Linked DNA regions of Capra hircus: region 1 is linked to region 2. Evidence: chromatin contacts called from public Hi-C data. All regions are on one chromosome and are shown on one strand. Each heading gives the region's core, a stretch centred on a gene start, on an enhancer-like site or on the middle of the called end of the contact. The rest is flanking DNA. Distances are from core to core; before and after follow the strand shown. Region 1 overlaps B4GALT1 (beta-1,4-galactosyltransferase 1). Region 2 holds the start of SMU1 (WD40 repeat-containing protein SMU1).

Region 1 (6,199 bases), core at 3,245-5,744, 71 kb before region 2:
AATAGGACCCAGGATTTGAAGTTCCATTTTGTCAGCCTCTGGAGATGGCCCTGAACAGCATAGAAAGGGAAAGAGAGCTGGAGAATATTCACACCCCAGAGGGACTTCCCTAGTGGCTCAAACAGTAAAGAGTCTCCCTGCAATGCGGTAAAAAAAAATCTGCCTGCAATGCAGAAGACCTGGGTTCGATCCCTGGGTCGGGAAGATCCCCAGAAAAGGGAATGGCTACCCATTCCAGTATTCTTACCTGGAGAATTCCATGGACAGAGGAGCCTGGCAGGTTACAGTCCACAAAGAGGGGGTCACAAAGAGTCAGATACAACTGAGCAACTAACACAACAACAGACCCCAGAGAGGCCAGATTTTGACCTGTTTTTAATTGTTGCCCAGATATTATGTAGAAAGAAAGAGAAATCCTTTAGCAAATTAAAGGAAAGTAACTCAGAGTTTATTAGAATGGTGTTTGACGTATGGGACCTTCTCAGTGAAGCACGAGAAGCTGTGGTGGCCTGTGTTCACTTTGTTTTGTTTCGTAATGATGTTGCTGGTGATCGGTGGCCAGTCACTTGTTTCTGAGTTGACTCTGATGGCACAAACAGACTTCCTGAGAGATAAAGTTTTGGGGAGCACAGGTTGGGGGTGGGGAGAGGCCCTGGGCCTTCTCTGGCTTGTCCACCTTAATGTGACATGCATGCGACCCTGACATTTTGACTCCTGCCGAGGCAGCTCTGGAAGTTCAGGGCGGAGGGTTTCTCTTCACTATTATTGAGCCCTTAGGTTCGATGACTGGATACCCGCAAGGTGGAGGTTCCTGGTTAGGAGAGGGCCTTGAGGAAGCTGAAAGTCTCCAGGGACGTGTTTGTGTGGGTTGGGGGAGTCAAGCCCATCTGTTCAGCTGGGCAGGTGTCAGCTAAAGGCCTAGCATGGTGGTTTTGAGGTCATTGGGAGAAAGCACCCTCGGGGTTTGAAGCTGTGGCCTTTTCACTACTTGCAGTTCCTTTGAACAACTGGGCTCTGCTCTCGGGCATCCAAGGGTCTGTGCCTGATGCTTGGCTCTCTCCTGGCTGGTGGGTGATGGGTGATGGGCATGCCCTTCCTGCTGGAGCCAGGCACCAGGCTGGGCTGCTCACAGGTCCCTGTTCAATCTGTCCTGGGTTGTTAGAGACTCAGCCAGACTTTGCACGCCACTCCAGTACTCTTGCCTGGGAAATCCCATGGACGGAGGAGCCTGGTAGGCTACAGTCCATGGGGTCACGAAGAGTTGGACACAACTGAGCGACTTCACTTTCACTTTTCATTTTCATGCATTGGAGAAGGAGATGGCAACCCACTCCAGTGTTCTTGCCTGGAGAATCCCAGGGACAGAGGAGCTTGGTGGGCTGCCGTCTATGGGGTCGCACAGGGTTGGACACGACTGATGTGACTTAGCAGCAGCAGCAGCAGCAGCAGCAGCAGCCAGACTTCAGTACACTTCAGAGTTGGAGTCCTGCTTCTGTCTACCCTGTACGTCAGGGCAGGTTGCAGTGTTTGGAGCCAGAGTAGGCCCTGTCCCCAGATCCCTGCTAGGTTGAAGTGAGGCTTTCGGGAATGAGACCTATAGGGGAGAGGTGGGTCTTTGCTAAGGATTCCTGCAAGTTCCCAGGGAGTCCTCCCAGGGAGTCCAGGCCCTTGGCCTGGCTGTGCAGCATCTCACTGAGTATGGCATTAAGGCTCCCTTTTCTGGCTGCCTAGGTGTTTGCCTGAGATGTAGTCAGCCTGGGGGGAGTAGCAGCCTTGCGCTGAGTTACTTTTCTGGGAATGTTTATTTCTGCTTGGATTTGGCGGCAGCACAACATACTTGACTGGCACTGCCCGCCCAGAGAGGGGCTGGCTGAGGGGTGGGCAGTGGCTCAGGTAGGACTGGTTAGGGGAGGCCAGCCTGACCTGGACAGCTGGTTTTAGCCCTTGGGGTAGTGCAGGAGGGTATGAGTATAGGACTGCCCAAACTTGAGGCCCTGCTTGCCCAGCTCCCCTTTGACGAGATCCTCTTCGTATGTTCAGATGAAGACTCTGATCTAGAGGTGGGCGCCAGAGAGGTGTGGGCGCCCGGGCCAGCCAGCAGCTGCAGGTTGCCAGGGCCCTGAGAGAACACTTGTCCATGAGCCCTCTTTCCCAGGTTTCATGAGGGCTGTCAGCCAAGCCTCTGCCATGGTCTGTGCCCTTGGCAGAACAGAGCACGTGCTGGGCATCTCCCTAGCTCTTAGCTCCCAGGTGTTTCCCCAGCAGCACAGTTCCCACTCCCCTGACTCTCCCATCATCACACATGGGACATAGTGTATCTAGAGGACATGTGGCCTCCGCTCGGGAAAGGGCTGTCTCTCTCCTTTGGGGATGAGTCCTGGAGCCTCGTAACCTTCTAGCTTGGGGTGGAGCCTCATCCTGGGGCCTGGGGAGGCACCTGGAACTTCCCCTGTGTCCAGACCTTTAAGCTTTGGGAGGTTCGGTAACAGTCTTTTAAACCAGTTTTGTCCTGTTGCTTTTCCTGGGGAAAATAATTTCCTAACATACGCATAGACTTGCTTTCTTGTTTGACAGTCTGAAAAGGAGAAATACCCTCCATGACTTTTTGGCTCACTATTTTCCACGCAGCCTGATGGTCGCAGAAGTATATCCTGCCTGTTATAATTTGACCCAGATTCTAAGAAAGCACATGGGTGCCTCCACCTGATGAACCGGGTGAAAGTTCCATGGATTACAGGGTGCCCGAGCCAGGCATAAGATGGGACTCAAACTGAGGCATCCTGGAACCACAGCATCCCAGGATGGGTCTCCAGTTTCCCGACCCCTGTCATGCCCTGTGCTAAAGGGGGAAGGATCTTGCCTTAGGCCACTGAGTCAGGCAGTAGCCAGCTGGGGCTAGAAAAAGTGATATCCTGCTTCCCAGTCTAATGCTTTTCCTTAAAAGTTATTGCCCAGTAGACCCTTAGTACAGAGGCTCAGGGCAGCTTAATGTGGCCTTGAGTTTGGGAAGATCCCTGCTAGGTTTACAGGTGGGTCCATCTGAGAGGTCTGATATGGTAACAGTTTGTCTGGATTTGACCAGTGTGCCTGTTCCTAGGCCGAGTGCTAGAGCTATGGAGAGTGAGACGACAAAATGCCTCCTCTTTTGGAACTCACAATTTAGGCAGAGGTACATGTGCTAAATCACTTCAGTTGTGTCCAACACTTTGTGACCCTATGGGTCGTAGCCCTCTAGGTTCCTCTGTCCTTGGGATTCTCCAGGCAACAATACTGGAGTGGGTTGCCTTGCCGTCCTCCAGGGGATCTTAGCAACCTAGGGATTGAACCCGCGTCTCTTATATCTCATGCATTGCAGGCAGATTCTTTATCGTGGAGCCGCCTGAAAAGCCCCTTTAGGCAGAGGAGGCATAATTAAACCATACTGATATCACTTAGGGAAGCCACAGTGTGTCCAAGCATTTCAGTCTTTCTGCCTCCCTGTCCATCTCCTTTCCTTCCTTCCTTTCTTCTTTCTTTCTCTTATTCAGAAACCCAGAGCTGGGACCAAAGTTTTCCAGTCCTGGTTTTATCTGATTGTGTGAAAATGTTCCTCTAATTTCTGAAGCCTTGCATTAGCTCTGCTCCGTAATCTTTAACTTGCTGCTTTATAATGACTATAATGATACATCAGTGGCCGTATGGTTGGATATTATGGTCTTTGATTAGCAGCAGAGTAGGGGTTTCCAGGCTGGGACTAGACAAATTTATGGTTTGGGGAAGACAAAACAGTTAATCCCGGATCTTCCGTGGATTCCAGCCTGGGGACCCTCTGGATCCTGGGGGCAGGGCCAGGAGTCTCATCCCCTTCAGGCTCAGCTGGGCTCTGGCCAGTGTGTGAAGGGGGCCCAGGCATCCTGTGGTCAAGTCAGACCTGGTGATTTCTTCACTGACCCCCTTCCACCTTGCCTCCTGTGCCTGACTTCCTGATCAGCGTTCATGAAGTGGAGATGGAAATTCTGCTTGAAGCCGCATCCACCTGGCAATTGCAATTCTTCTTATCTGGTTAAGCAGCATTCCAGTTGTTTTAGGACAGTGGTTCTCCCTAGAGCTAACTCCCTCGAGGATCTTTTTACCTTTGCCTCTAGCACTGCCCATGTGGGCCAGGTGATGAGATCACTGTAAGCCAGACCCTGACATCTGAGGAGCTAACAGGGCGTGCAAATTGGATTCGGTGACATCCACAGGGTTCCACCTGTCCCTTAACTTGGTGAGGGACCGTGGCTGTGATTGCAAAAGCCTCCGTTGTGGGGCCTCTCTGTTTACCTGGGCCTGCGCAGTCACTGGCCAAGGAGAGAGATCTTTGATCATGTTCTAAAGGCCAGACCTCCAAGTTGGAAGGTCGTGGTGGCCTGAAGGACAGGGGACAGGGCCTGGCAAGAAGCTGGTTCTGGGTGAACGTGGCCTAAAGGGATTCGTCCTTAGGAGGCAGAAGGGCTGAGTCACACGCTGAGTGTTTCAGGTTCCACTTTTCAGCCTGGCCCTGCCCGCCCCTTCCCTGTACAAATGCAGGCTAGGGGCTGTATTATTGGCTGTTGCTGAATTCTTTGGCAGGGATTTTAATGTCTGGTCTGGGTGTGTAACGTAGCTGCTTCTCTTTCCCCCTGCGCCTCTCCAAACCCCTCACAAAGCTCAGAGAGAGAGAGAGGAGGAGAATTTGTCTCACTAGGATACCAGAGGCCAGGGCCGTGGGTCTTGGCTTTGCCTGTTTTTTCTCTTTGAAGAGCGAGTAATCTTTTTTCCTCTTTTTTGTGAAAGGTAATGCAGGCTCATTGAAAAATATTTGAGAAGTTAAAAGAGGTTGAAAAGCACATGTATATTCCTGTACCTAGACCAGGCATGTTGGCAAAGTTTGTCTTGTACATGTTTAAAAATTTAGCTGATAAATTTTTACAAATGGACAGATAGATTGGTATAGATAGATCTAGATAGCCTGATGGCCAGGATTTTTTCACTTAACATCACGGGCTTGGTCCTATACCTTTAAAAACAACAAAGGGTATAACTTTTATTTTTCAACTGTTGCTGAACACATACAGTTTTTTCTTAGTGGTTTGGTGAGGCTCATGCATAAAACTTTACATACTTTTTGGATTGTTTCCAAAGTAGAGTTTTTTGAAAAGGAAGAAAAGGGGATGAACACTTTTTGAAAAGGGCTTGGTTTTTAAACTATTCTTACTAAAGGATAGACTCGTTGAGAATTTCAAGTTTGCTTAGTGGTGGCAGATGTGTACCACTTACTGCTGAATAAAGGCTGTGTCTAGAACTCTGATTAAAAACTAGGTGCAAGGAAGTAAGTGCCTGGGGTGGGGGCAAGGGGCCAGGCTGCAGGATGACTCTGTGGTGGGCGTGATGTCCTAGGAGTCCACTTCCTCAGTAATATCTCCATCTGTCTCCTTAGCAGCCAAGTCCCTGGACTGGGCTTACGGGCCTAGTGGCCCTGGGGTGATGGTGCTGGGTGAGCACCAGTTAGCTAACCCAGTTCCGGTGACATGACTGAGATAGGACTGTGTCTGCAAGAGGTGTGGGAACAAACTAGTGAACCAGCGCAGCTCTCCCACCTCCCCTCTCCAGAGGGTCCTGAGATCTGAGAGGGGCCAGGAAACGAGAATCTATAGGTTCCCACAAAGTCCTGTCAGGAGAAGCCTCGGAGACCAGCAGAGCTTGGCACTCAGGCTCTTTGCAAGGTGTCTGCTTTGAAGTCAGTCGACTTTGAATGTCCTCTCTGGAGCTAAATTCTCCTTCTGAGGCACACTTTGGATTTGGGACTTTGCCCAGGGTCATTTGGCACAGAGCCCGGCTATCGAAGGGGAGGCTGCACTGAGGGAAGGGCAGGGTTGTGTCAGACCAGTGTGACCACCAGGGTGTGAGGTCAGGCTCCTTCCTGCCCCACCACATGGGTCTCCAGGTCACGGGGAGGCACCCTGGCAGAAGATTCAGTGACTGCCTGACCTCATGACAGGTTGCGTTCTGAAAATGCCTTTAAACATTTCTTTAAAAGTTTCCTCCTGTTTTGCATACCGTCCTTTTGCCTTTGACTTCCTGAAATGGCAGCTCTGCCGTTGTGTTTCAGGATACTGTCTGCTTGAAAAAACAGGAAAGGACTGCCAGTTAGGGCGGACCCAGGGTAACTGGTATTGTGTTATAGAAGGCTCGGACACTG
Region 2 (6,374 bases), core at 2,424-4,923:
AGAAGATTTGAAAGGAGAAGTATTTAAGAGTCTATAGAGAAGTTGTATGGCAGACCTTTGGGGAAAATATCAGATAAGACTGAAAACCGGTAGAAAATCTCCAAATAAATCATTTCAATATATAATTTTTACAACATAGATTTCTTATCATTGTGCTGCAAATTTAAAAAAATTGTACAGGATGGCAATAAAATATTTTTTAAAGTAATTTATATGAAATTCATTGATATATCTACATTTCATTTGACTCTACTAATTTAATGGGTGTATGGTTTCAAGTCTATTAAAAGAAGTCTCAAATCTCCCTTTACAGATTTGCATCTGGTTTCATTCTTTTTCCACTAATTGTACCACTGCTGTGAAACCATTTTCAACTAAATGCTTAGTTGGAAAAACAGGCTACAAATAATTTAGGTCTTTCCAAGAAATGAGTATGCAAATCCTGAGTCTCAAACTTTTCCTAATTAGATTAATTAAACTGTGTTTTGGCTTCAAAATCTTTCATTTATTTAAACTCAACAAACTTTTCCTGCAAATATCGCCTGGTTTGCAATGTATTAATTAGCCCTATCTTTTATTAATTTATTTAGTTTTAATTGGAGTATAATTACTTTACAACATTGTGTTGGTTTCTGTCATACATGAACAGGAATCAGCCATAGGTACACATATGAATTCCATAGGTATACATAGGAATTCCAGTTGAGCTATTTCAAATCCTAAAAGATGATGCTGTGAAAGTGCTGCACTCAATATGCCAGCAAATTTGGAAAACTCAGCAGTGGCCATAGGACTGGAAAAAGTCAATTTTCATTCCAATCCCAAAGAATGGCAATGCTAAGGAATGTTCAAACTACTGCGCAATAGCACTCATCTCACACACTAGCAAAGTAAGGCTCAAAATCCTCCAACCTAGGCATCAACAGTACATGAATCAAGAACTTCCAGATGTTCAAGCTGAATTTAGAAAAGGCAGAGGAACCAGAGATCAAATTGACAACATCCGTTGGATCATCAAAAAGCAAGAGAGTTCCAGAAAAACATCTATTTCTGCTTTATTGACTATGCCAAAGCCTTTGACTGTGTGGATCACAGCAAACTGAAAAATCCTGAAAGAGATGGGAATACCAGACCACCTGACCTGCCTCTTGAGAAATCTGTATGCAGGTCAGGAAGCAACAGTTAGAACTGGACATGGGACAACAGACTGGTTCCAAATAGGAAAAGGAGTATGTCAAGGCTGTATATTGTCACCCTGCTTATTTTAACTTATATGCATAGTACATCATGAGAAACGCTGGGCTGGATGAAACACAAACTGGAATCAAGATTGCTGGGAGAAATATCGATAACCTCAGATATGTAGATGACAGCACCCTCATGGCAGAAAGCGAAGAAGAACTAAAGAGCCTCTTGATGAAAGTGAAAGAGGAGAGCGAAAAAGCTGGCTTAAAGCTCAATATTCAGAAAACGAAGATCATGGCATCTGGTCCCATCACTTCAAGGCAAATATATGGGGAAACAATGGAAACAGTGACAGACTTTATTTTCTTGTGCTCCAAAATCACTGCAGATGTTGACCGCAGCCATGAAATTAAAAGACCCTTGCTCCTTGGAAGAAAAGCTATCACAAATCTAGACAGCCTATTAAAAAGCAGAGACATTACTGTGCTGACAAAGGTCATTCTAGTCAAGGCTATGGTTTTTCCAGTAGTCATGTACAGATGTGAGAGTTGTACCATAAAGAAAGCTGAGTGCCAAAGAATTGATGCCTTTTACATATATATAGTTAAATGTATTTTAATAGCAAACTTATGGGAACAGCACAGAAGACAGACAGCATTAAAAACATGTACTTGCACACAGGACAACTCAGAAAAGTATAGTGAATGGATGGAATCTACTGTATGATAAAAATGCTACAAACACCATTTAGTTGCAGTCAATAAGAAATTTTCTTGTTTTAAAAAAATCCAAATGCTGGCATTATCCAGAAAAATTTAGCAGGTTTATTTATAATTGTTATAAAGTTGAACTGCCGAAACTTGTTCACTGAAACATTTTGACTTTCATTAAGGCTTTATATTCCCGCATTTATGTTAAAAATTCTCACACAAATGAAAATGGAAAAACTGCCAATACCTGATTTCTGTCCCCTATTTTCCACTTGCAATCATATACTTAGGTACCTTTTGACCCCATGGGAAAAAAATATCTAACGTTCAGAACTACCAATAACAGGAAGAAGAGAATTTTTTTTTTTTAAAGAATGAAATGTTTCCCGTCATAGTGGATTCTTAAGCACGTTCTCCACGTATGCGGCATGCTAGCTGGATGTCTTTTGGCGTAATTGTTACACGTTTGGCATGGATAGCACACAGGTTGGTGTCTTCAAAAAGGCCAACCAGATAGGCCTCACTTGCCTGCTGTCAAGCACCAATAGCTGCACTCTGGTAGCGCAGATCTGTTTTGAAGTCCTGAGCAATTTCCCGCACCAGACGCTGGAAGGGAAGTTTGCTAATCAGAAGTTCAGTGGACTTCTGATAACGTCTAATTTCACGGAGTGTCCCAGTACCAAGTCTGTAACGATGTGGTTCATTCACGTCTCCAGTAGAGGGCGCACTCTTGAGAGCGGCTTTTGTAGCAAGTTGCTTCCTCGGTGCTTTACCACTGGTCGATTTGCCGGTAGTCTGCTTTGTACGAGCCACGGTATAGAGACCTCCTTACTTACCCACCTTCTCCTTCGGCTGGAGCTCCGCGAGCTAGAAGAGGCGCTGGCGTTGGAGAGCGACGGCGGCGCGGTGGTGGCTGCGAATATAATTCAGGATTGATGCTTTTGAACTGCGGTGTTGAAGACTCTTGAGAGTCCCTTGGTCTGCAAGATCAAACCAGTCAATCCTAGAGGAAATCGGTCCTTAATATTCATTAGAAGGATTGATGCTGAGGCTGAAGCTCCAATACTTTGGCCACCTGTTGTGAAGAACTGACTCACTAGAGAAGTTCTTGAGGCTGGTCTTGAGATTGAAGGCAGAGAAGAAGCGGACGACAGAGGATGAGATGGTTGGATGGCATCACCGACTTGATGGACATGAGTTTGAGCAAGCTCTGGAAATTGGTGATGGACAAGGAAGCCTGGCATGCAGCAGTCCATGGGGTTGCAGAGTCAGATACGACTGAGCAACTGAACTGAACTGATACATACGTCCCCTCCCTCTTGAATCTCCCTCCGACTTCCCACCCCATCCCACCCATCTAGGTTGTCACAGAGCACTGGGTTGAGCTCCCTGAGTCATACAGCAAATTCCCACTAGCTATCTATTTTGTTTATGGTAATATACATGATTCTCCTGTACTCTCAATTCATCCCACCCTCTCCTTCCCCCACTCTGTCCACAAGTCTGTTCTCTATGTCTGTCAGCCCTATCTTTAAATCTAAACTAACTAAAAATTTTAAAGGCAACATTTAGAAACCAGTCCTTTAAGAACGACTCTTTCTTTAGAGAGAATTAAGAATTCTCTGGACCAGGCACTTAGGTTCAGACTTCTGAAACGCCCTCGAAGCTCCGCCCTGCACAGCCCTGCGTGCAAGCCCCGCCCAGCACTGCCCCGCCCCACACGTAGTCCTGGCTCCTCTTCCGTACACACCGTCTCCGGAGCGAGGGGGCTCGACGTCGAGCGGAAGTGACGTACGTGAGTCGCCGGAGGTGGCGTTGGTGCGTTGCGCGGCTGGGCCTGAGAGTGGAGTGGAGCCTGCGCCCGGAAAGACAGCGCTATGTCGATCGAAATCGAGTCCTCCGAGTGAGTCTCGTGGTGTCGGATGTTCGCGAAGTGGCCGGGCCGGGAGTCGATGAGTTGAGGGGTAGAAGCTGCTCGAGGGAGGCGTCCCAGAGGTTGGGAGTGGAGGGGTATTTACTTCCCCACAAAGAAGCTTTTGGGATCTGACTGCTTCAGGGGCGGGCCCGCAAGAAAGTAGCGAACGGAAAGCCCAAAGCCTGGTGGAAGGCGGCGCGGGGCTAGGGGTAGGACGTGCCTGCAAAACCTGAGTTCTAGCCCTCGCCGACTCCTGATGCGCCCTGGGACTGAACAGATTAGCCATCCAGTCAGGACTCCGGTCTCATCTGCACAAGGGGGCTGCACTCTTAGCCTTCCCTCTCTTCCTGCCCCCATTGAGCACGGTGGTTTGTTTCCTCCCCTGTGCTTACACGGCCCTCTGTTTTTTTCTGCCTAGCTCTTAATCTGGTATTGTCACCGTTTGCCCACCCTTCTAGCCTATGTCGGCGCCTAGGGGCTGCTTTTCATCACAGTCTCAGTTCCTAGTACATCGTAGAGGCTCAGTAATTGTCTTTGGAATGAAAGCTGCTTTTTTTATCAGGTTCCGTGTGGCGCTGAATTTTGGTTGGCCCGTGAGCTTTGTGTAGCCGCAAGGGAGGGACAGAATGTGGAAATTGGGCCAGGAGAATGATAGATTTGGGGGAGAGGGGTACTAATGAGTGACTGAAGAAAGTGTTCAGTGAACTTTTCCAGGACTCCATCCTCTACTTGCTCTTGCCAACGCTTAATAATTAAATCGGCAGATTTTACATTTGCGTCATGAGTGTAAGGGAGGGATCTGCCATAGGAGGAAGGGAGGTTTATTCATTCAGAAAATATTGAAGTCTGTTGTGTACCTGCTCTAGCCCTGGGAATATGGTAGTGAATGAGGCAGACCAAAGTCCTTGCCCTTACAGAAAGGAAGGAAAACAGCAGTAAGTAAAATAGGCTTACAGATGGTGGTAAGTGTTGTGGAGAAAAGTAAAACGAAGGATGATGGAGAGTGCTGGCGATGAAGACAGCTAGGAGTTGGCAGGAGTTGGAAAGCATTCCATACTTCAGACCCTGAATCAAAAATGGGAACAGATCATTCTCCCAGCCCTGAGCTGCTGCATGTTTTTTATTATCAGTAATTGCTGTGTTTATTAAGTATTTTCTCTGTTAGTCACGCTGTAAGCAGTGTCATCTTCTCTTTGATCAGCCCTACAGACTGATCTGTATACCCTACAGACTGATCTGTATACCCTACAGAGTAGGTATTTTTATTAACAGATGAGGAAATAGGCAAAGAGACGTTAACTGACTTGTCCAAAGTCACAGTAAGTGCAGAGCTCTGATTCAAGTCCCAATCTCTGATTCAAATCTCCAAAACTTTTAACTCTTATGTATTACACAAAGAAGAAAGTGAATTTGATTTTGGCTCTAGAAAATACGAGTTCTTTGCAAGCATGGTGTCTCATTTGCGGAGTATAAATGGAAGTGTGCTGTTGGGAACAGTGTGGTGCTAGAACGGCAGGGATCCAAGCTGGGGTCTCTTAACGGGCCCATGAAAGAAAAGACCACTGTGAGTAGCAGTATTCAGTTCCCTTCTGCAAGAACTGTTTTTAAGAAGAGGGGGTTTGCTCTCCTATCCGGGCTATTGGAAGGACTGATGCTGCAGCTCCAATACTTTGGCCACCTATGGAAAGAGCTGACTCATTAGAAAAGACTCTGGTGCTGAGAAGGATTGAAGGCAGGAGGTGGAAGGGATGAGAGAGGGCAAGGTGGTTGGATGGCATCACTGACTCAATGGGCATGAGTTTGGCAAGCTCCAGGAGAAGGTGAAAGACAGGGAAGCCTGGTGTGCTGCAGTCCACGGGTTCACAGCGTCAGACACGACCGAGTGACTGACAACAACAAAATATGCTCACATGCCACACTGCCCGTTTGAATCTTCCTTTTTCCACTTAGCTCTGTTTCCTGGCCAAATCCTCATCTGTAAAATGGACCTAAGAGTAAATGCCATCCTCATAGGGTTGTTTTGAGGAGTAGCTGAGTCGGAAATGCTTAGAACAGTACCTGATATATTGTGAACACTGGCCAAGTAAACATTGGTCATTGTTTTTTGATTATTGTTTCTCTCCTGGGAAAGAGAATAGACTAAATTCCAATTTGAAATCTCTTCCAGTCTGGACAGTGTGACCCCTGATACTCATGCTGTCCGGTAGAAGTATGCATGAGCCATATGTGTACTTCAAAGGCAAGAGAAGAACTGTAGTATAGCAATGTACATGAATTTTTACTGTCTATATGAGAAATTATTCACCAGACTCCTTAATACTAAGCCAGAGATCGAGAAGTTTTAATTGAATATATATTTAACTTGTAAGTTTTCTGTCATATGCTGAAAATTGTTGCTTGTTCTCTCAGTATTTGGAGATTGTCTGGGTCCTCTTTCCCTTGGGAAAGTGTATTCACATGTTTTTATTTCACTTGTCCTGAAATTTTGGTAATAATGGCAGTGGGTAGGTGTTATTTTTGTGAGGACACATAACTTTGTTTTGAATTTGCATCTAATATAGCTC

The links. Hi-C and Micro-C count contacts between places; a contact is called where the count stands out from the background.
Region 1: a contact with region 2 is called in a Hi-C map of blood, with 1.9 times the contacts expected there. The contact joins the enhancer-like site here to the promoter of SMU1 in region 2. A contact is called at or near these places in 2 of 5 Hi-C or Micro-C datasets (both in blood).

The regions. Positions count from the first base shown.
Region 1 is chr8:74,703,671-74,709,869 of ARS1.2, reverse strand. The region is part of intron 1 of B4GALT1 (beta-1,4-galactosyltransferase 1); the gene reads left to right. Among named protein-coding and RNA genes, the nearest start is that of B4GALT1, 5.0 kb to the left of the region's middle. Within about 2 kb of position 4,494, at least 4 of the 5 cell types and tissues checked have an H3K27ac peak or open chromatin away from gene starts, as enhancers often do.
Region 2 is chr8:74,631,427-74,637,800 of ARS1.2, reverse strand. SMU1 (WD40 repeat-containing protein SMU1) reads left to right here and starts at 3,673. Exons shown (of 12, transcript XM_005684052.3): 1 at 3,673-3,798. The coding sequence starts at 3,773.